7 separate regions of the Mus musculus genome follow, and all the other regions are linked to region 1. The links are chromatin contacts, called in public HiChIP or PLAC-seq and promoter capture Hi-C maps. All regions are on one chromosome and are shown on one strand. The core of a region is the stretch at or near the end of the contact, and the rest is flanking DNA. Distances in the headings are between cores, read along the strand shown.

Region 1 (3,544 bases), core at 625-3,124:
GGCCTACAATCATCTCCCAAGTGCCAAGATTAAACATGAGCACATGGCTAATTAGGCTCTACTAAAATTATAAATGACTATTATAACATTTTATATAGATATCTTTATGTATCTATATAGAATATAATAAACATATCATATATAATATTATATATATTATATTTATGATATATATACACATATACACACACATATAAAAGAATACAACTTGTAGCAGTCAGCTTTCTCTGTCCACTGTGGGATTGTGAGACTGTACTCAGACTATCAGGCTTGCATACCCTTTAGCCCCTGAGCCAACTCAATGCTCCCTGCCTTTCTAACAGAGGGTGTCATGTAGCCCAAGCAAGCCTTATGGGAATGAAACTGAACCCTGATTCTCCTGATCCCACCTCCCAAGTGCTGGGACTACAGCAGCCAGCATGTCACCATAACCAGTAGTTTGCTTTATTTCTTCTCCTTCTTTTTTGCTTATGCAGGGAGAATAAGGTCTATCCCTTAGCTGGCCTCAGCTCAGTCTGATCACAAACTTGTAGCAATTTTTCTGCCGCAGCCTCCCCCTGAAAGGATTACAGGTGTGTATAGTCACACTGGGGACAAACACTGTCTGCTCCTAATGCTTTCCTTAAGAGACCTAGGCCAGCGTCTCACGCTTTCCCCAAACCCCCTAAGCTAGGACAACAGTGATTCAGAGCACCACGTGGACTGCATAAAGCAGACAGAGGGAACTGCCCAGGAGGCAGTATTAAGACTTTTCCTTGGTACCTCTGCCTACCGTCTCTCTGGTTACTCCTAATCAAGACAGACAGGCCTGCAAAGGGAACTGTTGTCAAGACTCAAGAAGCAGACATAAACATAGAGCCATCAGGACAGGGTCAAACTGAGGAAATGGCTATGTCATAAAAATCAATCCCTCCCCGAGTGTTGAGTAAAATGCTAACACGCTGGGAAAAGCATCACTCGAGCCAGCCAGGACACCCTCAGTCCAGAATGGCCCTGGAAAATGCTCACTGCGCATAGTTTGGGTACGTATGGAGTTGTGCCTATCAGGCACCCCATATCCCTATGGACAAATGACAGCAGAAAAAAAGATGCTCTCAACTCCCATTACCTCGTCCTGCCCGAGGAGGACTCTCGTGGTGAGCACTGGCTTGCTGATGTCATTGGCCACATTGCTGGGCTCCAAGGACACTAGCGTACCCATCTTCCCGAACTGGGTCACCACAACTAGGATGTGGCTGCTGAAGGCCGTGCAGACCACCTGGGTGGGCACACCGCACACCACTTCTGTCTTCTGTTTAGATACTACCAGTGGTTTGTCTTCCATGGTCCCGTTCTTCAGCGGAGGCTTTAGTTTTAAAAGAAAAGAAAACAAGGGATGGAGCAATCAGAATCGGACACAACCTGGAGCTCGACAGCAGAAATGACAAGCGGCCCATTCCAAGCTGCACGTGGTGGCACATGTCTGCCATCCCAGGACAGGGGACGCTGAGGCTGGAGAAGTCCCAGTTCGAGGCCAGCCTGAGCTACATGGGGGAGACCCTGTTATCAATACCACGCCCCAACCCAAAAGCGAGTGCGCGCATGCTCGTGCGGGCTTTTGTGAGCGTCTTTGTCCCGCCGCACTGCTTGCGATGACCGCCATCCCCGCGACTAGCTGTCCCACTTCCAGATTATCAGGGATGAGGAAAACGGCCGAGCTCACCGGGGAGCCCCGACGGCGCAGGACTGGGGATGGCTGGATCACTACTGACAGCAGTTGGGACCGAAACCCTCGGCAACCAGCGCTCACCCCACCAGCAGCGCCAGAAAGCGGTTTCAGGGAGCAACTAAGCCAGCAATGGTTTAGCAGAAGTCCCGGCGAGAACTTCCGGTTCCTGTCCGTTGGGCCTAAGGTCCGTAGGCCACGGCAGTCCCAGGGCCTAAGGTTCCGTGCTGCAAAGGAGCCGTCCAGGCTTCGTGTTAAAGGGACAGTGTGCCTCTCCGAGCTCCAGGATCTCGGTGGCGGTGCTTGACCACCTGTGTAGGGAGCTTTGTGTCCTAGCTGTGGACACAAAATAATATTTGTTTTAATATTATTAATATTTTAATATTTGTTTTCACTTGGTGTGTACCTGGCTTTGGCTAAGGCACACTTAATATACAGTAACTTGTTTCGTCTGTTTGTCTGTCAGTTTTGCCTCTTTTAGTCACGGTATCTCCGTGTAGCCCTAGTTGTCCTGGAACTCACTATGTCGACCAGGCTGGCCTCAAACTCACATATCCTCCCGAGTTCTAGGATTATTTCCTCCTCCTCCTCCTCCTCCTCCTCCTCCTCCTCCTCCTCCTCCTCCTCCTCCTCCTCCTCCTCCTCCTTCTTTTCCTCTTCTCCTCCTCCCCCTCCTCTTCTGTTTTTTGAGACAGGGTCACAAGTACCCTAGGTTGATCAAGGAAAATATTGAACTCCTGATTCTCCTTCCAAGTGCAGGGATGACAGGAACACACCCCACACATGGTTTGCTGGTGTGGGGATAACATCCAGGAGTTTATGTATGCTACGCAAGCATTCACAAACTGAGCCAAATCCCAACCATCATTTTTTTCTCCTTCCCTCTTTCTTTCATTTTTTTCCTTTTTTCTTGTGGGTATCGAGGAGCAAGTCTCATTTACACTAATTATTGTTCATCTTGCAGAATACTTAAAAGAATTAAACAGTATTTGTTTGTTTGTTTATTTATTTGCATGAGTATTTTTGCCTTCCTGTATATGGTGTCATGTGCATGCAGTACCCACAGAGGCCAGAAGAGGGTGTTGTGTTTCCTAGATTTGGAGTTACAGACAGTTATGTGCTGCCATGTAGGTGATGGGAACTGAACCTGGTCCTCAGCAAGAGCAACAAGTGGTGCTCTTAATGGTGACCTGTTAAATCAAAGCACTTTTTTCTTAAAATTATAGACTGTAAATTGAGCATATCCCCCTTCCCTCTATCTTCCCTTTTCTCCCCTCCTTCCTGTTTGTTTTCTTAAATGTACACCACACACACACACACACACACACACACACACACACACACACACACGGTTCAGTGTGACTATGTAAAATCTAGGCCCCACCAGTCAGAGAAAACATATGGTGTCTGTCTTTCTGAGACTGGCATAATTTGCTTAACACGATTATCTTCGGTTTCATCTACTTTCAAGAATAACATAAACTCACTCTTTTGTGTGTGGGTTCCTGTGTGTGTGTGTGTGTGTGTGTGTGTGTGTATACATATGTATGAAGGTCAGAGGTCAGTTTCCTCAGGCCCCTTCTACCCTTCTTCTTTCTTTTGTTCTTTTCTCTCCTTCTCCCCACTCTCTCTTATTTCCTTTCTTTAGGCAGAATCACACTGTGTAGCCTCGGTTGGTCTGGAACTCATTACGTAGACCAGGCTGGTCTCAAACTCAGAGATTCACTTGCCTCTGCTTGGGCGAAAGGTGTGGCTGCCACCATGCCCGTTATACCTTGTTTCTTGAGCCAGGGCCTAGAGCTTACTAATTAGGATAGGCTGGCTGTCGGCAAGGCTGGG
Region 2 (3,544 bases), core at 537-3,036, 510 kb after region 1:
GCCAGAACAGGAACTCAATCAAGGCTGGAGCCTGGAGGCAGGAGCTGCTGATGCACAGGCCATGGAGGGTGCTGCTGACTGGCCCGCTCCCCTGGCTCGCACAGCCTGCCTGCTCCCCTGGCTCGAAGAGCCTGCTTTCTTACAGGGCCCAGACCCCCAGCCCAGGTGGAAACCTTTTCCTACTCACAGTGTCTGGTTATGGTGCTTATGACAGCAACAGAAAGCAAAGGAAGCCATTATTGTTTAGTTTTCTGGGGCTTTTTGTTTTGTTTAGAGAAAGGGACATAGTGCGAACCCAGGCTGTCCGCCAACTCCTGTGGTTTTCTTCTTTGTTCTTTTTTAAACATTTTGCTTATTTAATCATGTATGTGAGAGGGTATATAAGCAAGTGAGCACACGCCACGGCACATTTGTGGAGTCCACACAGCAACTTTCTGGTGTCAATTCTCCCGTCCACAGTGTAAATCCTGGGGCGAGAACTCAAGCTTGTCAGCCTTACCGGCATGCACCATTCAACCACCAAGCCAGTGGGTCACAGCCCAGAGTGAGAACCACTGCTGACTAACCCATCTTCATAGCATCACCACCACCCTGTGCTCCCTTCCCAACCCCCTACCTCTGCCCTTTTTTTTTTCTCTAGTACAGACATACCATGTAGCTGGGATGACCCTGAACTTCTAATCCTGCCTCCACCTCGTAGGCCTGCGGGGCCTGACTTTACTTAGCAGCTGTGTCCTGTACCCAGCCTGTGTCGTATTTCTGTAACTCTCATCTCTAAACCTACTTAGAAAGAGCCTCAAACAATGTCTCTAGGTAAGAGCTGCTCACTAGCAGTAGTCAGAGGAGCTGGGAGTCCAGCAGGTCCCACCTGCGCCTGTGGCATTGACGCGCTGCACTGCCACCTGACTCCAGGCTCCCGGAGCTGCCCCGCAGTCCAGCACCCGGAGACCGGGCCTCAGGATCTGATGCTTCTCATTCATCTCCAGGAGTTTGAAGGCACTGCGGCAGCGGTAACTCTCCACCTTTGCGGCCTTCACAAACGGATCCTTTAGATGCCGCGTGAGCCACAGGTGCTCAGCGCCGGTCCGGCCCCTGTAGTGACACACTGCTGTGTGTAACCTCCGAACCTTAAGGGGAACGCCTACCAGCTTCAGATGCCTGAAATGACGAAAAAAGAGTTAGCGGGTGGGCATTACACAGAGAGGCAAGAAAGTCTTGGTTCAACCTTTTTGTTTCTGCATATGTATGTGCGATATGCATGCACGCATGTGTATTAGCATGTATGTGCACATGTGTCTGCCTGTGTATGGGGGTCCAAAGTAGAGAAGGGACGTCCCCTTCGCTTGCTCTCTACCTTATGTATTGATGTAAGGTCGCCAACCTGCCAGTCTATCTCGCCAGCTTTCTCCAGGGACCCCTTTTCTCTGCCTCCCCAGCACTGGGGTTACATTTGGTCAGCACACATGTCCAGTATTTTGTAGGCTCTGGGGATCCGAACCCCAATCCTCCCGAATGCACAGCTTTATCCACGGAGCCCATACACCTATTTCTATGTTGCAAGCCTCACTCACTCACGTCTGTACATGAATAAACATCGTACACCCGTGTCCCGCTCCCCGGGACGGAGGTCGCCAGCACCCCTCTGCAACACAATTCACTGAGCTCCCTACTACTGTCATCCACTCCGTTCCTGTATGCAAAGACGTCCTTTTAGCGCAGGCAGACGCCGTAACTCACTCACCCGGCCATTGCTGCTTGCTGGTGGTTTCCTCCCGCCGCCGGAAGTCCCGCCCTCGCTTCCAACGCGAGGCTCCGCCCCGGGAAACTTTGGCTGGGGCGCGAAGGTATGGATGGTCCCGGGCGAATGAGATCTGGGTGCGGGAGAGACGCTGGAGGTCGGGAGTGGGGTGCCAGGGAAAATCTGGGGAGAGAAGGGGTAGAAGGACTAGAGAGCAGCTTCAAACCCACCAGGAAAACTGGGGTACTGGGCAGGCCTGAGGTCGGGAAGACCAGGGAAACTACAGAGAGTAGGGAGCAGAAATGAGAGGGAGAGGGGACCTGGGCGGTAAGCTGATGCATGGGCAGTTTGCAGCCTGTCTGTACCGGCCATAGCCCCTGGGAGGGGAGGCTAGGGAACGGCATTTGCAGAGTGCCCCCTGCAGGCAGGTTCTGGGCTCTGCACTCCATGTGCATTGTCTCCAACACCTGCAACACTTGACCTCAATTCAGACCAAAGGTTGTCCAAAGTTCCCTGACACACATCCGATTTACCACCTATCACAGCTACCAGGACACCCTTGTTTGCTTCTAGGCTCTGCCATTTGACCTCGGAGCACTAGTTTTCGCCTCAGAAACGAAGAAAGTAAGTCTTAAACTCTGTTCTTAGTCTTTTTTTTTTTTTTTTTACTTTTTTTATTAGGTATTTTCCTCATTTACATTTCCAATGCTATCCCAAAAGTCCCTCATACCCTCCCCCCCACTCCCCTACCCACCCACTCCCATTTCCATTGCAAAGGGAAACAGTATGGGGACTCTGTTTGAAGCAATGCCAATCAACAGAGCCATAGCCACACCCATTCTACCTGATTCCAATCTATGTCCTCACTGCTCATTTCACTGAGACAAGGAGCTGAGCACGCTGGTGCACGCCTGTCATTCTACACTCAGGTGGTTGAGCGGGAAGATTGTGAGTTTAAGTCCAGAATGGAGAACATGGCACAACTCTGTCTCGTTTAAAATCCTTGCAAAACAAATCACTCATCTGTATGGAATGTGAGGACATTTGTCATCACTCCCTACATGAAAACAATTTACATAGTTTGCATGTAAAGTGGGCCGGAGGATGTCTGTAAGTTACAGGCAAATATGCCATTTCAAAGAAGTGATTTCATCATACTTTAATCCCAGTATCCATGGAAGGGTAAGGTATCCTGGTATCTGTGGATATGAAAGATATCCTGTGGATATCCTGTGGCTATGAAAGACAGCTGTATACAGCCGGTGCTTAATAAGAGATGGCTGACTTTGCTGAGTCAGGAAGCCAGAGGCTCAGGCACAGGCAAGTCAGAACACAGGCCAATGCTAAGCCCACTTCTTCTCCTGACTTACCTCAGCACCAGGCCTAAGCTTCCGGGTCCCTTTTCTTTCCCTTTCTTCTTATTCTGTTTTTAAATTTTAACTTATATTGTGCACATATAGGGTTGTTGGATTTTTTTATTCGAGAACGTATAGGGTTTTAAAAATATTTATTTTGGGGGGCTGGTGAGATGGCTCAGCGGTTAGGAGCGCTGACTGCTCTTCCAAAGGTCCTGAGTTCAAATCCCAGCAACCACATGGTGGCTCACAACCATCCGTAATGAGATCTGATGCCCTCTTCTGGAGTGTCTGAAGACAGCTACAGTGTATATAATAAACAAACAAACAAACAAATAAATATTTTAAAAAACCATCCAGAGGTGGTGTATAGCTTTTAAAAAATATTTATTTTTTATGTTCATTGATGCTTTGCCTCCATGTATGTTTGTGTAGGGGGCCATATCCCCAG
Region 3 (3,544 bases), core at 266-2,765, 470 kb before region 1:
CTCTCATGCTGGCATGGGAGTTCGTGCCTGCTCCCGGAGGGGCTGCAGACTCCAGCCCTGATCATCCTGACAGTCTCCTGTCCCACCCTGCCTGGCTTTTCTACACCTACCTCCACATCCCATTCATTGTCCCTGATGGCCAGGCAAATCTCAGCTCACCAGCTACCGTGCAGACACCACAGCACACCATCTGCCTTGACTTCCTCCTTTCCAATACAAGCAAACGGAGCCACACCAATCCTCCCCTGGGATTGTGACATCAGAGTCCTGTTGGTCCCTCTGCCTCTGATTTCCATAGCCCTCGCTCCTGGCCAAGTCTGGCACATAGCAACTGCTCAATAAGGATTTCTTGCAGCGATTATGTAGATTTTCCTGTCTGGGTAGGGGCCCTAGCTTGGATATTCTGTAAGTGGCCTTGGTGGCAGTTGGTTGAAACATGACCCAGACATCCACAGTAGCGACAGGGAGCTGTCGCAGCCCAGGCTCACGCTGTTGCAGGGAAGAGAGGTGCTAGGGTGAATGCAGTCTAGGCTGGGCTTCTCTCCACAGACAAGACCTGGCTGTAAGGACTGCGGATGGCTTCTGCGCCTTCCTCAGCTCAGCATTTGTGCAGGGCGTGGATAACACCCCAGGGAATAGGCCCCGTGGTGAGGGGCCCTGCTTGGGGGGTAGGACTCCAGGTGCCTCATGTTGAGGCAGGCTGCGGGGAAGCAACCCAGCTACTTCTGGTGCCAAGAGCCACCCGCCCGCAGAGCCCTTTCTCACAGAGGCACCTCCTCCCCAGTGAGGCCTCCAGGGTTTAAGAGACAGGATTAGAGCCCAGACAGCTAGGGCTGTAAACCCAGCCACCTGCTGGGTCTGTTCACGGTCTCCTAAATGGGATGGCCCCTCAGTGTCTGGGTGGTTGTGCCCCTTACTCCAGGCTGCTGGGGTGAGAGCTCCCTCAGCTTCAGCAGACACTCACTGCTTCTGAAGGCTATGAGCTTTGAGGTCCTTGTGGTGAGAGAGGTCCTTGATGGCTGCACAGGGCATTCAGTGTACCTGCTGGGCACTAGGGTCCTGAGGACACAGGGGACCCTCATCCTTTCTTTCAGGATGAGGGTCTAGTCTCAGAGTCCCGTAAGTTCTACTTTGACGGGAGGCCACGGAGAACTATTGGTTCCCAAAGTGGGGGACAGAATAGACATGGCTCTGACTGTGACACTGGAACCTGAGGAGACATGGAGGGATGGATGTAGGTATCTTGGAAGCCTGACCTCGCCTGGCCCAGGCTTGGATAACCTGTGACCAAAACGTCTTGGCTCTGTACTGCCGACAGAGGTCCTTTCAGCCCCCAACCCAGGCCCCCTGCCACAGAGGAGACCCCACATTCCACATAACCTGTAGCTTTAAGCCTCCTGTTGGGCTGTCTCCTGCAAACTGCTCATTCCACATTCTCGGGGTGGTGGGGTGGGTGGGGTGCCGGCACGCCCTGGGGAGGATGGCTATAAGGCAGAGGGCTCACTGGGCCCCTGGAGAGCTGAGGATTTGCCATCCAGCTGTTCACATGGCTCTGCTGCTCCTGGGTGTCTGGGGGATCTTGCTACTTCTGGGGCTGTGGGGACTGCTCCAGGGCTGCACCCGGAGCCCCTCCCTGGCTCCTCGGTGGCCCCCTGGGCCTCGCCCTCTGCCGTTCCTGGGGAACCTGCATTTGCTGGGTGTGACCCAACAAGACCGGGCACTGATGGAGGTAGGGTGGGCGACCCTATTTCATCTCACAGCTCACATGGTGTCTGTGTCCCAGCACTGACAAGGGAAGCCAGGGGGGATTCAGGATGCCAGAGGCTTGTCCCAGAGAGCAGATGTTGGAAGCAAGAGTGGCCTAGGCTAGGGAGATAGCTCATTGTAGTGTGTTTGCTTAGCATTCACAAGAGCCTGGTTCTATCCCAGAATTGCAAATAAAAGATAGATAGATAGATAGATAGATAGATAGATAGATAGATAGATAGATAGATAGATAGATACGTAGGTAGGTAGGTAGGTAGGTAGGTAGATAGATAGATAGATAGATAGATAGATAGATAGATAGATGGGACAGGACAGCAGCCAAGGGTCAGGGCTCAGGATTGGTGAGCAGGGTGGGCTCTGGAACAATGAGGAAGAGACTGGCAGGTGTGTCTAGAAGTGTTGGAAATGTGGCAGGGCAGCAGTGCCCTTGTCTGGGTAGGGTATTAGCTAGGTACGGCTTCTCCCTAGAACTCAGACATGAAGGTAAGCTGGCTGCACCGCCACTGGCCAGGGTTAACTGGCTCAGTAGGGTGGAGGTCCTTGAATTTTGTCTGGGGACTCTTGTTTGCAGAGAAGTCCACACAACTGCAGAGCTAGCTTGAAGTGGCTCTGCCACACCTTTCCTAGGGTGGGTCAGGCTAGACTCCGACGTGGCTGCCGGCACTAGGTTCAGAGGCTCAGGCCCTACCTCGGGGCCCAGTCTGAGGAGCAGAGATCAGGCAGATCCAGCCATGGCTCTGGGTGAGACCCACAAATTCCACTCTAGCTTTCTCATTTTTTTTCAACGGTTTCTCTTTGAAGTGGGGTGATGGAAGTTTGAACATTTGAACAGCGCCCCCTCCTGGGGAGACTGGAGGGGCTCTTGGGGTTCTCTCCAGCTCTTAAGCTTCCAGCCTACATACAGTACGGCTGTATGTAACTCTTAGAGGGTGGGTGGAGGCTGCCTGTCTGACACCTGTCTGTCCCCACCAGCTCTCAGAACGCTACGGGCCCATGTTCACAATCCATCTGGGATCTCAGAAGACCGTGGTGCTGTCGGGCTATGAGGTGGTGAGGGAGGCCTTGGTTGGAACCGGGCATGAGCTAGCCGACCGGCCCCCAATTCCCATCTTCCAGCACATCCAGCGAGGTGGGGGTAGGTGGGCATTGGGGTTCCTTGCCAGATGGGGGGGAGACTAGGCCTCTTGGATTGGTACTAGGGAGAGACAGGATCAGCCTATTGCAAGACAGGAGAAGTATGACCCAGGGTAACCTCCGAATGGGAGGGGCATGGAGTTGAGCCTGCCCCCCCACCCCGAGTGGGCCCCCTGTTCCCTGCATGCATCATCAGATGGGGCGTGGCTGGCACTCATGGCTCATGTCTACCTGACAGGCATTTTCTTTTCTTCTGGAGCTCGCTGGAGGGCGGGTCGCCAATTCACGGTGCGCACACTGCAGAGCCTGGGTGTGCAACAGCCATCCATGGTGGGCAAGGTGCTGCAGGAGCTGGCCTGTCTTAAAGGACAGCTGGATAGCTATGGAGGTGAGTGGGGGACCGGGATGCCCCTGCCCAGCATCTATTCCCACCTGAGGCCTTTCTCCCTGACCTACAGGCCAGCCCCTCCCCCTGGCGCTGCTGGGTTGGGCACCCTGCAACATCACCTTCACACTTCTCTTCGGCCAGCGCTTTGACTACCAGGATCCTGTGTTTGTGTCCCTGCTGAGTCTCATTGACCAGGTCATGGTCCTGTTGGGGTCACCTGGCATACAGGTGAGAGGTTGCCACCCGACAGGAAAT
Region 4 (3,544 bases), core at 469-2,968, 460 kb after region 1:
AAAGCCCGGCCAGGGTGGGGAGACAAGTAGTCTCAACCCCAACCCCAGCCTCAGGGCTGAAGGAGGCTAGGGTGGGGGTGGGGGCTATGATAAGAAGAATAAAGCTCACACCATACCCAAGAAAGCCAGAGCATGTTACCCAGAGCTGACTATGCACTCAGACCTGTAGGTCCCTGTGCAGCCCCTAGCACCAGCTACCCAATCTATAAGGATGAGTTTCATAAAGCCATTTCTGAGAGCCCAACCCTGACAGGGAGGCTGTCCTAATCTGTGGCAGGCAGGTCCCCTTGCTATTTGTACCCTCAGCTCATACCATGGCATTGGACTCTGTGACCATGTTTCTAAACCCTGAAGCTACTTTATAGGGACTAGGTCCCTTAAAATCTCCTCAAGGGAGTCCTATGTCCTTCAGATACCTCCAGGTTACTATGTGAGGCACAATTTGACCAAGGTCAAGATTCTAACCAAGAGAGGTACTACCTGAAGCTTGGAAACACCACCCCACCCTGTACTAGGCTCATGCCCAACACATGCCCAACACTGTCAAATAAGGGCACAAGATGCTGGTAGATTCTTGCAGACCAAGACAAGAGAAAACTTCCTGGTATACCAGAGCAGAAAGTTATCAGGAAGTAAGCTAAGCTACTAAGAAGGAAGAGACAGGTTCTATGCTGCCTTTAAACCAAGTGACTGATAGTGGTTTTGAAAACCAAATTGTTTTGCTTGTTTATGCTACCATAGAAGGAACCCAGGGCCTCACACATGCTAAGCAAGCACTCTACCACTGAGCCACACCCCAGCCCCTCATTGGGGGACTCTAGGCAGGGGCTCTACTACTGAGCTACACCACAGCCCTTCATTGGGGGATTCTAGGCAGGGGCTCTACCACTGAGCTACATGCTCAGGCCAAAAGTAAAGTTTTATTGGACATAGCATCGCTGGGTTCAGTTACTCATACTGTCATGGTGGCTGTTGGTTTGGTTTTTTTTTTTTTTTTTTAAGACTACAACAATGACCTATAGCCCACAGTGCCTTCAACGCCAAACCATCACACTTCATAATTTGCAGATAACTGAGAAGCAACACCTACCAACATGCCTCCAACAGTTCATCCAAGCTACAGTAAACAATAAAACGGTCCAAACTAAAGGCAAGACCAATAACAGCACTCTCCTCAATAAAAAAAAAAAAAGCTATAATTTAAAGAAAATGAAAATCAGCGTGCTACAACTTGTCTAGCCTAAAAGGCAGCTGATACCTGTATTCTATAATTGCAATCCCAATAAACAGCAAGATGCTCCTGAGACCGAAGCACAATAAACTATACCAGAGAAGAGGGGGAAAGGCGGGGGAGCAAGTAGGAAGCCAGAGAACTGCGGATCTGAATGTCTTCCATGAAGACTCGTAAGCAATTCCTATCAGCTCAAGAGCAGCCGAGCAGCGGTGCACTGGGGAATGGACTGAGTGGAGCCGCCCTCCTCGAGGCGGGAGGACTGTTTGGGTCCACAGAACTGAAGAGGAGTTTGCGCGTAATAAAGAATTAATTGCTAATCTTCTACCTCGGCCGCCTCCACAGAGGAGATGGTATTGTGTTGCTGCCTCAAAAGTTAAATGTTTCCTCTCCCAAGTGACGGCTGCCTGCGCTCTACCTGGCAGCCTCCACCAGGCAGCCTCCACGCCAGGAGCAGTTCCAGATCCAGCTGGGAGGCAGGGCAAAGGTGGTGGGCGGAGCAAGCCTTCCAGCAGGCCTTGCCAAAGTACTACAGACAGGTCTGTAAGAGAGCCTCCAGCTGGGGCTTCCTGCCACATGTGCCTGTGCTATGCTCCAAAATGGCGGCCCCTGGCAGAAAGGAAATGTGACAGCATGGGACTGAACAGCCCACAGAGACTTCGGGCCAGCTGCCTGGCACAGGTGGCAGGCCAGATGGATGGAGGTTACCAAGAGCAGAGCCCACCACGCTTCAGGAGCAGCCACGCAGCCCAGCAAGACACAGGCATACTTGGCTGACATTGGGTCACTGGTCCCTCCAAGGGCCTCTCGTCCCACACCATCAGGCAGAGGCCATAAAGAGCCACAGGCAGATGAGGAAGAGTAGAGAAGCTACCAAGGTACAGGCTAGACTGTAGCTACTATACAGCATTGATATCCTGAATGGTGTATCCAGCAAGCAACTAAGAAACCTCAGAACCATCCGAACAAGAACTATCTTCAAACTAGTGGGCTGTGGGTTCTCTAAAAAGGCACCTGTTTCCTGCCCTAGGCTGTGTTCCCATCAACAGCATCAAACCAGCAAATACGCAACAGGTCTGGCCCCAATCCAATAGGGTGCCCTAGAACACGTACCAGGTGTACAGTCCACAAACACAGGTCACCTGGCTGCTACCAGACTACTACCTCTAATGACAAGTTACAGAATAAACATTCCTAAGTCCCACACCCCAGTTTGCATAGGCCATAGGAAGCCAGAGCCTCTGAGGATAGACAGATCCACACTAAGAGCAGGTCACAGGCCTCCTCTGGTTCACTCTAGCATCCCTCCAGTACAAGCATACTTTGGCCTATGAAATACCAGCCTGATGAGTCTACCTGAACACAACTCCACTTGGCATGAGATTCCTCACTTATAGACAGAACTGAGTGAACCAACCACAACTCTACCCAAACTGAGATCCCACACTTAAGGGAAGAACTATGTGAAAACTGTTTCCCTAATGGGGCTGTATTTCAGTTGGCAGAATGCTTGCTGAGCATGCACGAAAGTGAGACCCCATGAACTGGGCAGACATAGTGGTGGACACCTATAATCTCATCACTGGGGAGGCAGAGCAGAAAAATCAGGAGTTCAAAGTCATTCCTGGATACTTAGCAAGTTCAAGATTAGCCTAAGACACTATCTCAAAAACCAAAACCAGGGTCAGAGACATGGATCAGGGGATAGAGAGGAACCTGTGACCAAGCCTGCCTACCTGAGTTTGGTACTGGCACCCACATGGTGGAACCTACATGTAGAAAGAAATAACTGACATCCACAGACCACACTCTGGCCACCATATTGCATCATAGCACATGTGTGCATACATATCCATATACTAAATAAATAAATGGAATAAAAACATTATTTTTAAAGACAAGAACAAAATAAGGAAGAAAAAAAAAAGCAATTCAGAGGCTTTTCTGGCTCGAGAATGAGCAGAGAGATCACTGCATTTTCCAGACAAGTACCCAGGTGTGCAATCCCAGGATTTTCCTAGCACTCGTGTTAAGATGAAGAAGTGCTGTGTGTAACATTTGTCATGTGCTCCACTGGCACCATTCAACAAGTGCTCCCAACCATGATCTCTGCAAATGCCAAGCTTCAGCCAAAGCCAGACTCCCAGGACATCCTGACAGCTGTCGCTATGTCCCATTGTCAAGCTGTGTGTGTTCTGAAGACATGGAATGATGCCTGCAGCTTATGGTCTGGCACTCTGTGTCCTATGAGTGTGACATGTGTAACAGCTACAGTGACAGTGCTTCATGCTTCATTTCAGAATCCTCCACCTG
Region 5 (3,544 bases), core at 409-2,908, 370 kb after region 1:
TGTGCACACCCAACTACATGTTTGTTCCCTAGGGATGGGTCATGTATCTGTCACTTGTCCAGTCACTTGTTATATACTTAATAAAGTCGCTCATTCAAAATCACAAGTACAGCTGGGCAGTGGTGTCACACGCCTTTCATCCCAGTGCTTGCGAGGCAAGAGCAGGCGGATCTCTGTGAGTTTAAAGCCAGCCTGGTCTACAAAGCAAGTTCTGGGATAGCCAGGGATGGGGGATATTACACAGAGAAACTCTGTCTGGAAGGAAAAAACGAAAACCAAAACCCCCACAAGTGTGAGTTCTGCAGGGCATTCACCACACCACATAGAAACCAGTGCTGGAGCGCCAGGTGGTGCAGAGACAGTGTGTTCATGTGTCTCTACGGTCATGGCCAAGCCCAGGTTCTATGTTTAAAACCAAAACAATATGTAGCAGAAGATGGCCTAGACGGCCATCATTGGGAAGAGAGGCCCCTTGGTCTTGCAAACTTTATATGCCTCAGTACAGGGGAACACCAGGGCCAAGAAGTGGGAGTGGGTGGGTAGGGGGGTGGGGGGGGGAGGGTATAGGGGACTTTCCGGATAGCATTTGAAATGTAAATGAAGAAAATACCTAATGAAAAAAAAATAAATTAAAAAACAAAACACTGAAAACCTCTGAGGGCTGGTGCTGCAGCACCATTGACAGAATGCTCGCTCGCCTAGCCTGCAGTTCCCTGGCACTGCATAAACAGGTGTAGTAGTATACACCCGTGATCCTAGCACTTAGGAGGTAGAGACAGAAGATCAGAATTCAAGATCATTCTTGGCTATGTAGCAAATTCAAGGTGGGCCTGAGCTACATGATATCTTGTCTAAGCAATAAAATATAAAGCTGGCATGAAGGCACATGCTGTTAATTCCCCAAAGGCAGAGGCAGGCAGATCTCTGTGAGTTTGAGGCCAGCCTGGACTACAGAGCTAGCTCTAGGACATCTAGGGCTCCATGGCCAAGGGCATTTCTGAAGTAGGTGACATCTCTGTGAGAACTGAGGATCAGTGTGAAGCCCTAATCACCAACATGCCAGTGTTGGGAGGAGCCTGGCCAGGGAGGGGAGGGCACTTGTGATGAGGTGAGGGACATTAGAGGAGACTCTCAGGAGCAGATGCCAAGCAGAAAGACAGCCCCTCCTCACTCGCACATCTGCCAGCACTGCAACCTCAGCCACCTGGCTGCAGGCCCCTGAGGAAAGACAAGCTTGCAAATTAGGAGCCCTAACTAGAGCACAACTGTGACAAGCCCAAACACACCAATAGAACCCCAATTCAGTAACACTTGAGGAGAGGTGTCACACAGACACTTCAGAGCCTTTGTGGTGACAGCCCAAAGCAGTCTGACGCGTACCAATAGCGGTCGTCTCCTACAGATTATAATGGAATTTCCATGTACACGGTGAATTTTTTGTAATTCATCTCTTTCATGAAGCTAAAAAAAAATTAGTAAATTTTTCTTCAAACCTACAGCACCTCTTTATCCTTGGAGGGCTGAGGAACACAGATCAAAACCTGCTAACACAAATGATTTCCAACCTTGAAGTTTGCGGATGAGTCAATGCAGACCTAAGCCGCTGAGTCACCTCTGCGAAGCCACTGTGTGTGCACCAGGAAAACTAGAAGATGCTTGCCCCTCCTGGCTGCTGGGCACAATGCCTGGCATAGCCTGCAGCACTGACCTAAAACATCTCAGGTCAGGAACTAAGCCACCAGGTGCCTATAGGTTCCCAATCGCTACCTCTATGTTAAGAGGAAATGTGCAAAATGTGGATCCCCAAACCGGAGGCATCTGAGCAGTCACCTTCAGTCCCTACACCATGTGCACTGGGCAAGAAGGGGTCAGCATGTCCATGCTTCCTCCCAGCCCACCAGGGAGTCTCTAAAAACTGAAAGAAAATTACAGAAATCTGCTTGTCCAGTGAGTGAAGAATTAACAGGGACCTTCCAGAGACAGAGTTATGGCCCCAGAAATAGATGACAGGGACAATAAATGATAAGTAAATAGATGACAGGCCAATAAATTAGCCCTATAGTCTGCACCGGGCCCTATCCCTAAACCCAGGAAATACTCACCCATGTAATTAGGGCAAGCCCTAACAAAGCCACAGGGAGTCAGATTGTAGTGGTCAGTGAGCGTTTTTTCCAGTGACCATCATGATGTCAGATGCTCTCAGACAGTAAGACAGGGAGTTGGGGAAGGGTCTGCCAATAGAGCTTTGAAAGTGACAGGATTTCTTAGACCAAGATACAGACACACAGAAGAGGAACAGTGTGCTAGGTAGCCTCCTCTGATAAGACGCCCCCTGTGAGCAGACATGGAAGAGAAGGAGGTGGGACTTTACAAAAGACAAAGAAACAGAAGGAAAGTGCCTAGAAACCTTGTGCTCAGGGCCACCCTAGGTAGGAAGGCTGTTTGGCAGGAATCTCACAACAGGCTAAGTCACCACTCAGGAGGACCTTCCAAGGCAGTCAGTATGACTGACAACCAGACTCTGGGTGATTCAGGCTTATTTCTGGTAGGTGTGGCCTTCAGGGAAAAAACAGCCAACAGAGAGCTACATATTCAACAGAAGATGGGAGAAGTCCAGGTTAGACAGATCCATCCCCACTCCCCTCACACACGCCAGCCAGAGATGTGGTAAGACATAAGCTCTGCATCCCTGTGGATGTCACATCCTAGGTGGCCACTGTTGTCTATTCCCAGCTACCCCCTAGGAAGGTATTTAATTTCTAAACAACTTCCACCACAGACAGCAAAGGCACCAGCACTGAGCACATAGCACTCACAAGTGCTACCAGCATCAAGGCGAGGTGGCCATACCTATATTACTGAGTCTGCAGGCAGAGCTAGGATGCTCCACACTGTCCCCGTGTCCTTACCAAAGGGCAAGGCTCTGCTGGTGAAAGGATGCTCCTGGCACACCCTTAGGAGGTTTGCAATGGACCCTAAGGGCAGTCAGATGTGGAGCAAACCTCAGGAGGTTATGTCGGTATGTCTAGCCTGAGCCATGAGGTAGTTCTGGAATCTGTAGGAGAGGTAAGGATCCCAAATACAGGAGGAGGCAAGTGGCAGCTGTGCACTGGGTCCTGCAGTGGGGCAGCCTGATACAAACTCAGAAGGAGCCCATTTCCCCAGCACCCTTGTTAAGAGCTCAGCATTGCACATAGCTGTCTGTATTTCTACCATCAATTCCATTTCTTAAAACCTACAATTATTATTGCACATTTTTCTGGTGCCCACTCACACATGCACACACATCCCAAAATCAAAAGAACTGCCAAACTGTATAGACAACCAGAGAATAGGGAAAGCAGAGATTAAAAAGTTACCAACCAAAGGCCCAGCTGAGGAGGTTGGTGAGGAAGCCTTCTGGTCTCTAGTCATTGGGCATACACTGACTCTGATGAGTGCCGTTCCTCACATCACATCAATTCCAATCACCAAATTCAATTTGCATTTCCAGATACACAGAGGCCACAAGTAAATATTCTTATCTGGCCTTGAAATGTGAGAA
Region 6 (3,544 bases), core at 588-3,087, 370 kb before region 1:
CGGCAAGTGCTTTTACCCACTGAGAACTCCGGTTCTCGGAGATCTGACGCCTCTTCTGAGCTCCATGGGATCCTACGCACACATGGTATACACACACACACACACATTAGCAATTTTAAAAAATAAATGAAAATAATAAAACAAAATTTAAAAGCTTCTCCCAGGGAACAGTGCCAGCAAGAAAGTAAAGACAACTCAGAGCAGTGCTTGTCTCACACATTACAGGCAGGAAATCTGCATGTGGTGGAGCCTGAGAAGAACTCTTTTTGTTTTTCTGCTTTTCAAGACAGGGTTTCTCCATAACCTGGCTGTTGTGGAACTCCCTCTGTAGAGCACACTGGTCTCAAACTCACAGAGATCCACTTGCCTTTGCCTCTAGGGATTAAAGGCATGCATGGCCACCACCACAGAATAACTCTGGCAATTATACAATAAAAGAATTTGGGCACCAGGTGGGGTGGTGCACACCTTTAATCCCAGAGCTCTAGAGGCGGAGGTGGGAAGATCTCTGTGAGTTCGAAGCCAGCCTGGTATACAAAGGGAGTCTAGGACAGCCAGGGCTTGCTATACAGAGAAACCTTCTCTCAAAAAACAAAACAAAAACCAAACAAAAGAAGTGGTGGGGGAGGGGGAGAAAGCAATATGGTTCAGCAGGTAAAGGCGCTTGCCACTAAGCCTGAAGACCTGAGTTCCGTCCCTGCCTAGCCTGTCGAGTCCACTGTCACATACAAGGTAGATGGCTGCTGGGGACCACCTAAAGTTGACCTCTGGCACACACACACACTGCAAACTCTAGAATGGGCAAAGGTCTTGAACAAACAGTGAAGAACATGAAAAGATGCCCAATGTCACTAGTCCTTTAGGAAATGAAATCCAGAGGCACTGACTGCTGCTTCATGCAGCAAGGAAATAAGAAGACAGAGGGCTAGGAGTTCTCAGTGGGTAAAAGCACCTGCCGAACAAGCCTGATAATATGAGTTCGATTCCTGGGACTTACATAAAAAGCTGGATGCAGTGTGTGAATCTGTCGTCTCGTCTCTCCTATGGTGAGATGGAAGGCAGAGACAGGGGGGTAAGCCTGGGGTACACAGTGCAGCAGCAGAAACCAGAAAGACTATGCCTCAGCAAGCTCAAAGAAGGAACAAGACTCCCTTAAATTATCTCCATGGTACCTAAGACCATTAGTAAGAGATCTTCTACAGTCAAAAACCTGGGCTCCCTAGATCTGGGATTCTTATTCTGGCCCCCGTTTCTTCCCAGAGCCTTGAGTGACACCGATACAGAAAAGGAACCCAAAGAATCTTTTTTTTTTTTTTTTTTTTTTTGAACGGAGTCTCATTTAGAAGACATGGCTAGACCGAGCTAGCGGCAATTTTTTTCAGTCCCAGCCTTCAGGATACTGAGACCACAGCTGTGTACCACCACACCCAACTTGTAAGAATGGATACATGGAAGGACTGTTGGGTGCATGAATAAGTGGGTGGGTGGATGAAGGATATAGATGAATGGATGGGTGGGTGCCTGGATGAATAGGTGGGTGGACGGATGGATAATTGGGTAGAGGAGTGGATGGACGTTTAAGTAGACGGAGGAGTGGACGAATGGCTAAGTGGTCGCCTGTATCAACAGGGGTAAATGGGTAGGTGGGTGGTTGAATAGATCTCTGGAAATCCACGTGGAGAGCTGCGCAGAGACGCACAGCCCGGCCCAGGACCGCGTCTCCCCGGGCGGATGCGACAACCCCCCGTCACCCCACCCTACCCAGCACGCACCTGCAGCTCCCACTCTCGCACACCTCTGCCACGCGCCTCCACCACCAGCTCAGCAGGTTCCGCGCCGTCCCGCCCTCAGAAGATCAGCGCTATCCATTGGATCGGGAAGGCGTCCATCTTCCAGCCAGCCAATGGCCGCCGCATGGGAGGGCGCAGCCCTGGCGCAGGATATTGGCGTCATCTCTCTGAGCTGAGAGCGCAGTCAGTTGCCAGGGCAACACCTGGTGGCGTGGGCACGTGCGGCCGAATTCTGGCCGCTGGTGCTGGGCTGAACAGATAGAACACCTCTCAGAGAATTCCAGCAGGTAAAGTTAGAATATCCGAGGGGTGCCGGGCTTGGAGGTGCACGCCTTTCGTCCCAGCCCTAGGGAAGCTAGGAAGAAGGATTAGGAGTTCAAGGCTATCCTCCGCTGTGTAGGGAGTTCAAAGTCGGACCCTGTTGTAGCCTATAATCCCAGCACCAAAGAGATAGAGGGAGGAGGATCAGAAACTCGGGGTCTTCTCGAGATTCATAAAGGCCAGTGAGATGCCTCCGACGGTAAAAGTGTTTATTGTAAAGCTTGGTAACGTTAGTTTGATGTCCAGGATCCATAAATCGGAAGGAAAATCAATTCCCACAAGCTGTCTTCTGACCTCTAAACACACACACACTAAATAAGTAAATATGTACATTTCATAATATATGTATGTGTACACACACACACACAAAGTAGTGAAGAAGTAATGTAAAGGGTCTGGCATAGCTGTCACTGGCCTTGTAACAGGGCCATAGACCTTAGTAGGCCACCAGACCTTAGCACACTGACTCCACATTGGAAGTACCATGAGGCTGTAAAACTTAGCAGCACATAGACAGCACCACCTGCCCAAACTAAAACAAGGGCCTAGTCCATCAGAGTCCATATAGTGCTGGGAAAGTCTCAACACACACTAACCTTGCTTTCCAGCCTCTCTAGTTCCACTTCTGGTTTACTCTTCTTTTTAACTGTGTGTCAACTCGGAACATGGTTTTAGTGCTTAAAAAATCACCTGGAAAAAGGCTCAGTGCTACACTAGGATTCCATCACCCAGTGTAGTTGCTGGACAGCTAATAAAGATTTTCTATTGGCTTAAACCATGTCTAGCAGTCTTCTCTTCAGAGTACCCCACAACAGCCTTTAATTCCAGCATTGGGTCAGAGGCAAGTGGATCTCTACAAGTGTGAGGCCAGCCTGGTCTACATAGTGTGTTCCAGGTTAGCCAAGGCTTAGTGAGACCCTGCTTCAAAATGACAAAATTACAGATGGAGTGGGTGTGATTTATTGCTGATGCTGCTAGCCAACTAAGAGGAGACAGTAAATTCCTTGTGATGCAGAATAGAGAGAGGGGAATTATCAAGCAATGAGAAAAGACAGACTCCCTCACCTGAGTTTTGTTGAAGCCTCTAACAGGCTGAGAATCAAGAACTCTAGCTCAGCTGGCATTTGCTGTGAAAGTGGCCAACACAGAGATAACAGGTAACAATCTTTCTGTATAAGGATACCTTATTTTATTTATTTTTTTTTGAGACAGGGTTTCTCTGTTTAGCCCCAGCTAGCCTGGAACTCACTCTGAAAACCAGGCTGGCCTTGAGCTCACAGAGATCTGCCTGCCTCTGGCCCTGGTGTGCTGGGATTAAAAGCATGTGCCACCACTGCCTGCCCCAACTCTTTCCCTTCCAATTTAAATGTATTTGTGGGTTGATCTCAGGGATTCTTACATGGTAGGTGAGCACTCTACCAAGTTATGTCACC
Region 7 (3,544 bases), core at 553-3,052, 340 kb before region 1:
CAAAAGTTCTTACCTAGCTGTTTGCAAGTTGGTTCTGAACAGTGCTTCCCCAAGTCAGGAAACTCCATTATAAATGCTGTCCAAAAACACAGATGTATTTAAGTATCACCTGTGGGAATTAGAAGAGAATGAGGTTCTGAGTTGGACCCCAGGGCCTGTCACCTGCAGCCAAAGAGCACAGAGAAGCTATTTGTGAGAAGCACGGGAAACCCAAACCATCCTGGGGCCATGGGAAAGACTGCCATCTCATAAATTCTCAGCAAAGAGCAAAGTGGTCGTTTCATCATAAATACCAAGCCTTGGGTTAATAAGAGAATGCTCTGCGTAGCATGTGGGAGGGGGAAGTTCTAGGTTCAATCCCCAGCTCTGGCAAAAACAAAACAAATGTGGTGAGAGAAAGAAAGGCTTCCCGTATGGAGTCCATAGCTGCCACTGAAAATTATGGTCTCCTTGGAACTCAAGCTGCAGTCTCAACTCCTCAATACACTTGTTGACATCAACAAGATTCGGTGCCAGGTGCTAAGTGGCATCAGTTGACTATGCTCCCCAGAGTAGGCTGTCCCTTGCCTCTCCCTCCCTCATGCCTTCAGTTTTACTTTGTGCACACGCCATAATGACATCAGGCCAGGGCCGATCAAGGCAAGCGGCACTTTAATTAACCACAAGAAACAGACAAGCAGAGAGGCTGGCATCCCGGAGACCAGGCTTGAAGCAAAGTCTCCTCCAAGTCCTGTCACCTATCAAATGACTCGAAACTCTTGCACTTTCCACAGGTCAAGTCCCCAAAGAGCTTTTCACATCTTTCTATTACTTTCTCTGCTGGGAACTTCTTATCTACTCCTTGTTGAGAACTCTCAGGCTTCAGAAGACATCTATTTGACTTGTCAAGGACCAGTCTACAGTGTCACTTCCTCAAACGTCACCTCTAACACCTCTAAGCCAATTCACTTCCCACCCTTCCCCCTTCCTTTCCTACTGCATTTAGTGGTTAGGGTGGATCTCATTCCTGTCGGGGAGGAAACCTTTTAAGTCGTGCACAACAGAATCCGCATTATGAAATGTTTTTGTTCAAAGCAAGCAGCACGTGACGTATTACCAAATGACCACCGACTGTTTCTTTTCTCCCCCCCCCCTTTTTTAAACAGGGGGCCGGGGGCCTAGGACAGACGCTATTTTGTAGTGCTGGCTGTCCCTTAACCCGTTTTGTAGATCACTTTGGCTATCAACTCGGAGATCCGCCTGTCTCTGCCTCTGGAGTGCAGGGATTAAAGGCACGAGCCACCATGCCCTGCTAGTAGACTGTTTCATGAAAGTGTGTCTCACTACTTAGCTCAGGTTAGCCTGGAGCTTGTGATCTAATAACTCAACTCCCCAGCGCTGAGACTACAGGCCTGCAACAACCACTATGCCTGGCTGCCGCGACAATGGCTCAGGGCAGTTGACCTGGGGATGTGAGATGTCACTGTGCTGAGACAGTAACTCCTTGATGGCCAGGCCACGAGAAATCACAGCGCGGAGACGCCAGCCCCTAGTTCACCAGCTCCCCGGGCCCCAGCGGCCCGCAACCACACCGGTACCTGGCACTCACGGGTAGTCAGAGGCGGAGACAGACAAGCGGTGCCCTTTGTGGTTATCCCGGTGACACCGCAGTAGAAACTGCAGCTCCAATCGCCGCGAAGCGCCCGACTTCTCTCAAGGCCGGAAAGCGTAGCATTGCCCCTGCAGCAGCCTGGGCCATTTATCCCCAGCCGACAGATCCAGAGTCATACATCCTGGGCGTTCCCGGCGCGCTCTGATGACGCCACACCAACACCAACCAATCCCCTAACATCTAGAGTCGGCCCGCCAGCGCGCCCAAAATGTCATCGAAGGCCAGCCAATTCCTTCGTGTTATGACCCCCAGAGGGCTGGGCGCCGTGATGACGTCACTTACATGTCACCAATCCAGCAGTTCTACGGCCTTTTCGTCCCTCCCTATCCCCCCGCCTATTTTCTAGAACAGTCAGGCAACATCTCTAGCTTAGGCTGAGTCGTGGTGAGGCAGCTCTGGGTGAGGTGACAGGCTTGCCTGTACCTGAGAGCCTGAGACAGGACCCGGCCGGACGTGAGAATCCTGTGTCTCAGTAGGAGTTCCCTGAGGGCTGGGATCGCGGTATGCACAGATTGATGGCCCATTTGTGAAGCTGTAAGGATCCCAGGACTCGGGGAGGCAGAACGCCAGGGACAGGTCATCTGAACAAACATGCCTTGGAAAAGTGAGGTCCAGTCTACAGAAGAATTACAAGATGATACCCAAAATGCCTGTATCTCTGTTACCAGAGTTGCTGGAGCACGGACTATGCATGTGATTTAAGAAAGATGTTCAGGGCTGGTGAGATGGCTCGGTGGGTAAGAGCACCCGACTGCTCTTCCGAAGGTCAGGAGTTCAAATCCCAGCAACCACATGGTGGCTCACAACCATCCGTAATGAGATCTGACTCCGTCTTCTGGAGTGTCTGAGGACAGCTACAGTGTACTTTAAATAAATAAATAAATAAATAAATCTTAAAAAAAAAAAAAGAAAAAAAAGAAGAAGAAGAAAGAAAGAAAGAAAGATGTTCAAGCCGGGCGGTGGTGGCGCATGCCTTTAATCCCAGCACTCGGGAGGCAGAGGCAGGCGGATTTCTGAGTTTGAGGCCAGCCTGGTCTACAAAGTGAGTTCCAGGACAGCCAGGGCTACACAGAGAAACCCTGTCTCGAAAAAAACCAAAAAAAAAAAAAAAAAAGAAAGAAAGATGTTCAAGTGTTGCTGACCCAAGCTCGAGAATACCAAAGATCTGTGGGCTAGGCTAATAGACCCAGAATACTACTGCTCTGTCCTGATTATTTATGTTTTTAATTAATTATTTATTTATTTCTCAATCTGACATAAACTGAGAAGAGGAGACCACAGTTCAGGAAATAACCTCTATAAGATTGGCCTAGGAAGTACTTTTAAGTTAGTCATTAATATGGAAGGGCTGAGCTCCTTGCGAGTAGTACCACCCCTAGGCTGATTATCCTAGGTGCTATAAGAAAGTAAAAATCAGGCCAGTTGGATGTGTACACCTATAATCGCAGCATGTGGGAAGCAGAGGCAGGTGGCTCTCCTAGTTCTTGTCCAGCTTGGCCAACATTACTTTTTGCTTTGTTTTTTAAAAAAGATTTATTTACATGAGTACACTGTAGTTGTCTTCAGATACATATCAGAGGAGTGCATCGGATCCCACTACAGATGGCTGTGAGCCACCATGCAGTTGCTGGGAATTGAACTCAGGACCTCTGGAAGAATAGTCAGTGCCGGCCGGGCGTGGTAGCGCACGCCTTTAATACCAGCACTCGGGAGGCAGAGGCAGGCGGATTACTGAGTTCGAGGCTAGCCTGGTCTACAAAGTGAGCTCCAGGACAGCCAGGGCTATACAGAGACCCTGTCTCAAAAGAACCAAAAGAAAAAATAATAATAATAGTCAGTGCTCTTAACCCCTGAGCCATCTCTCCAGCCCCCTAGCCAACATTACATAGCAAG

What was found. Promoter capture Hi-C pulls out the DNA fragments that hold promoters and counts their contacts. HiChIP or PLAC-seq counts read pairs in DNA pulled down with a chosen protein or histone mark.
Region 2: a contact with region 1 is called in a promoter capture Hi-C map of the HPC-7 cell line. The contact joins the promoter of Mrm2 here to the promoter of Psmg3 in region 1. A contact is called at or near these places in 31 of 39 promoter capture datasets (the 3T3-L1 cell line, 3T3-L1-derived adipocytes, the C10 cell line and 20 more), 6 of 15 datasets of contacts at CTCF or cohesin (the G1E-ER4 cell line, the NIH/3T3 cell line, embryonic stem cells and 3 more), 111 of 484 Hi-C or Micro-C datasets (the AtT-20 cell line, B cells, the Ba/F3 cell line and 64 more), 53 of 115 datasets of contacts at active chromatin or transcription factors (the 230-238 cell line, the HPC-7 cell line, the NIH/3T3 cell line and 34 more) and 5 of 9 other capture datasets (adipose tissue, embryonic stem cells, liver and 2 more).
Region 3: a contact with region 1 is called in a FOXA1 HiChIP or PLAC-seq map of pancreatic cancer cells. The contact joins the promoter of Cyp2w1 here to the promoter of Psmg3 in region 1. A contact is called at or near these places in 1 of 39 promoter capture datasets (erythroid cells) and 1 of 115 datasets of contacts at active chromatin or transcription factors (pancreatic cancer cells).
Region 4: a contact with region 1 is called in a promoter capture Hi-C map of embryonic stem cells, with 5 times the contacts expected there. The contact joins the enhancer-like site here to the promoter of Psmg3 in region 1. A contact is called at or near these places in 19 of 39 promoter capture datasets (the 3T3-L1 cell line, the C10 cell line, the HPC-7 cell line and 11 more), 7 of 15 datasets of contacts at CTCF or cohesin (the NIH/3T3 cell line, embryonic stem cells, hippocampal excitatory neurons and 3 more), 131 of 484 Hi-C or Micro-C datasets (the AML12 cell line, the AtT-20 cell line, B cells and 68 more), 25 of 115 datasets of contacts at active chromatin or transcription factors (the 230-238 cell line, the HPC-7 cell line, PVALB interneurons and 17 more) and 4 of 9 other capture datasets (adipose tissue, embryonic stem cells, liver and 1 more).
Region 5: a promoter capture Hi-C map of liver shows a contact between it and region 1, with 4 times the contacts expected there. The contact joins the enhancer-like site here to the promoter of Psmg3 in region 1. A contact is called at or near these places in 14 of 39 promoter capture datasets (the 3T3-L1 cell line, the C10 cell line, the HPC-7 cell line and 7 more), 1 of 15 datasets of contacts at CTCF or cohesin (large pre-B cells), 17 of 484 Hi-C or Micro-C datasets (the Ba/F3 cell line, the C2C12 cell line, the HL-1 cell line and 14 more), 17 of 115 datasets of contacts at active chromatin or transcription factors (SST interneurons, T-cell acute lymphoblastic leukemia, bone marrow-derived macrophages and 11 more) and 3 of 9 other capture datasets (adipose tissue, embryonic stem cells and liver).
Region 6: a promoter capture Hi-C map of hematopoietic stem and progenitor cells shows a contact between it and region 1. The contact joins the promoter of 3110082I17Rik here to the promoter of Psmg3 in region 1. A contact is called at or near these places in 6 of 39 promoter capture datasets (the 3T3-L1 cell line, the HPC-7 cell line, embryonic stem cells and 2 more).
Region 7: a promoter capture Hi-C map of erythroid cells shows a contact between it and region 1, with 22 times the contacts expected there. The contact joins the promoter of Zfand2a here to the promoter of Psmg3 in region 1. A contact is called at or near these places in 1 of 39 promoter capture datasets (erythroid cells), 3 of 115 datasets of contacts at active chromatin or transcription factors (bone marrow-derived macrophages, memory CD8 T cells and pancreatic cancer cells) and 2 of 9 other capture datasets (adipose tissue and pancreatic islet).

The regions. Positions count from the first base shown.
Region 1 is chr5:139,825,020-139,828,563 of GRCm38.p6, forward strand. Psmg3 (proteasome (prosome, macropain) assembly chaperone 3) reads right to left here and starts at 1,875. Exons shown (of 3, transcript NM_025604.4): 1 at 1,703-1,875; 2 at 1,109-1,345. The coding sequence starts at 1,324.
Region 2 is chr5:140,330,112-140,333,655 of GRCm38.p6, forward strand. It overlaps Mrm2 (mitochondrial rRNA methyltransferase 2), which reads right to left and starts at 1,787. Exons shown (of 3, transcript NM_026510.1): 1 at 1,742-1,787; 2 at 869-1,158. The coding sequence starts at 1,749. Nudt1 (nudix (nucleoside diphosphate linked moiety X)-type motif 1) reads left to right here and starts at 1,749. Exons shown (of 5, transcript NM_008637.2): 1 at 1,749-1,844; 2 at 2,312-2,362.
Region 3 is chr5:139,351,101-139,354,644 of GRCm38.p6, forward strand. Cyp2w1 (cytochrome P450, family 2, subfamily w, polypeptide 1) reads left to right here and starts at 1,516. Exons shown (of 9, transcript NM_001160265.2): 1 at 1,516-1,729; 2 at 2,740-2,902; 3 at 3,140-3,289; 4 at 3,360-3,517. The coding sequence starts at 1,547.
Region 4 is chr5:140,280,798-140,284,341 of GRCm38.p6, forward strand. The region is part of intron 9 of Mad1l1 (MAD1 mitotic arrest deficient 1-like 1); the gene reads right to left. Among named protein-coding and RNA genes, the nearest start is that of Mad1l1, 39 kb to the right of the region's middle. Within about 2 kb of position 1,719, at least 48 of the 459 cell types and tissues checked have an H3K27ac peak or open chromatin away from gene starts, as enhancers often do. A contact at or near this core is called in the AtT-20 cell line, DN3 thymocytes, T-cell acute lymphoblastic leukemia and 5 more, where this site is marked.
Region 5 is chr5:140,200,138-140,203,681 of GRCm38.p6, forward strand. The region is part of intron 10 of Mad1l1 (MAD1 mitotic arrest deficient 1-like 1); the gene reads right to left. Among named protein-coding and RNA genes, the nearest start is that of Gm16120, 6.1 kb to the right of the region's middle. Within about 2 kb of position 1,659, at least 34 of the 459 cell types and tissues checked have an H3K27ac peak or open chromatin away from gene starts, as enhancers often do. A contact at or near this core is called in the HL-1 cell line, T-cell acute lymphoblastic leukemia, double positive thymocytes and 3 more, where this site is marked.
Region 6 is chr5:139,458,697-139,462,240 of GRCm38.p6, forward strand. It overlaps 3110082I17Rik (RIKEN cDNA 3110082I17 gene), which reads right to left and starts at 1,838. Exons shown (of 5, transcript NM_028469.3): 1 at 1,773-1,838.
Region 7 is chr5:139,482,689-139,486,232 of GRCm38.p6, forward strand. It overlaps Zfand2a (zinc finger, AN1-type domain 2A), which reads right to left and starts at 1,803. Exons shown (of 7, transcript NM_001159908.1): 1 at 1,589-1,803; 2 at 14-109. The coding sequence starts at 68.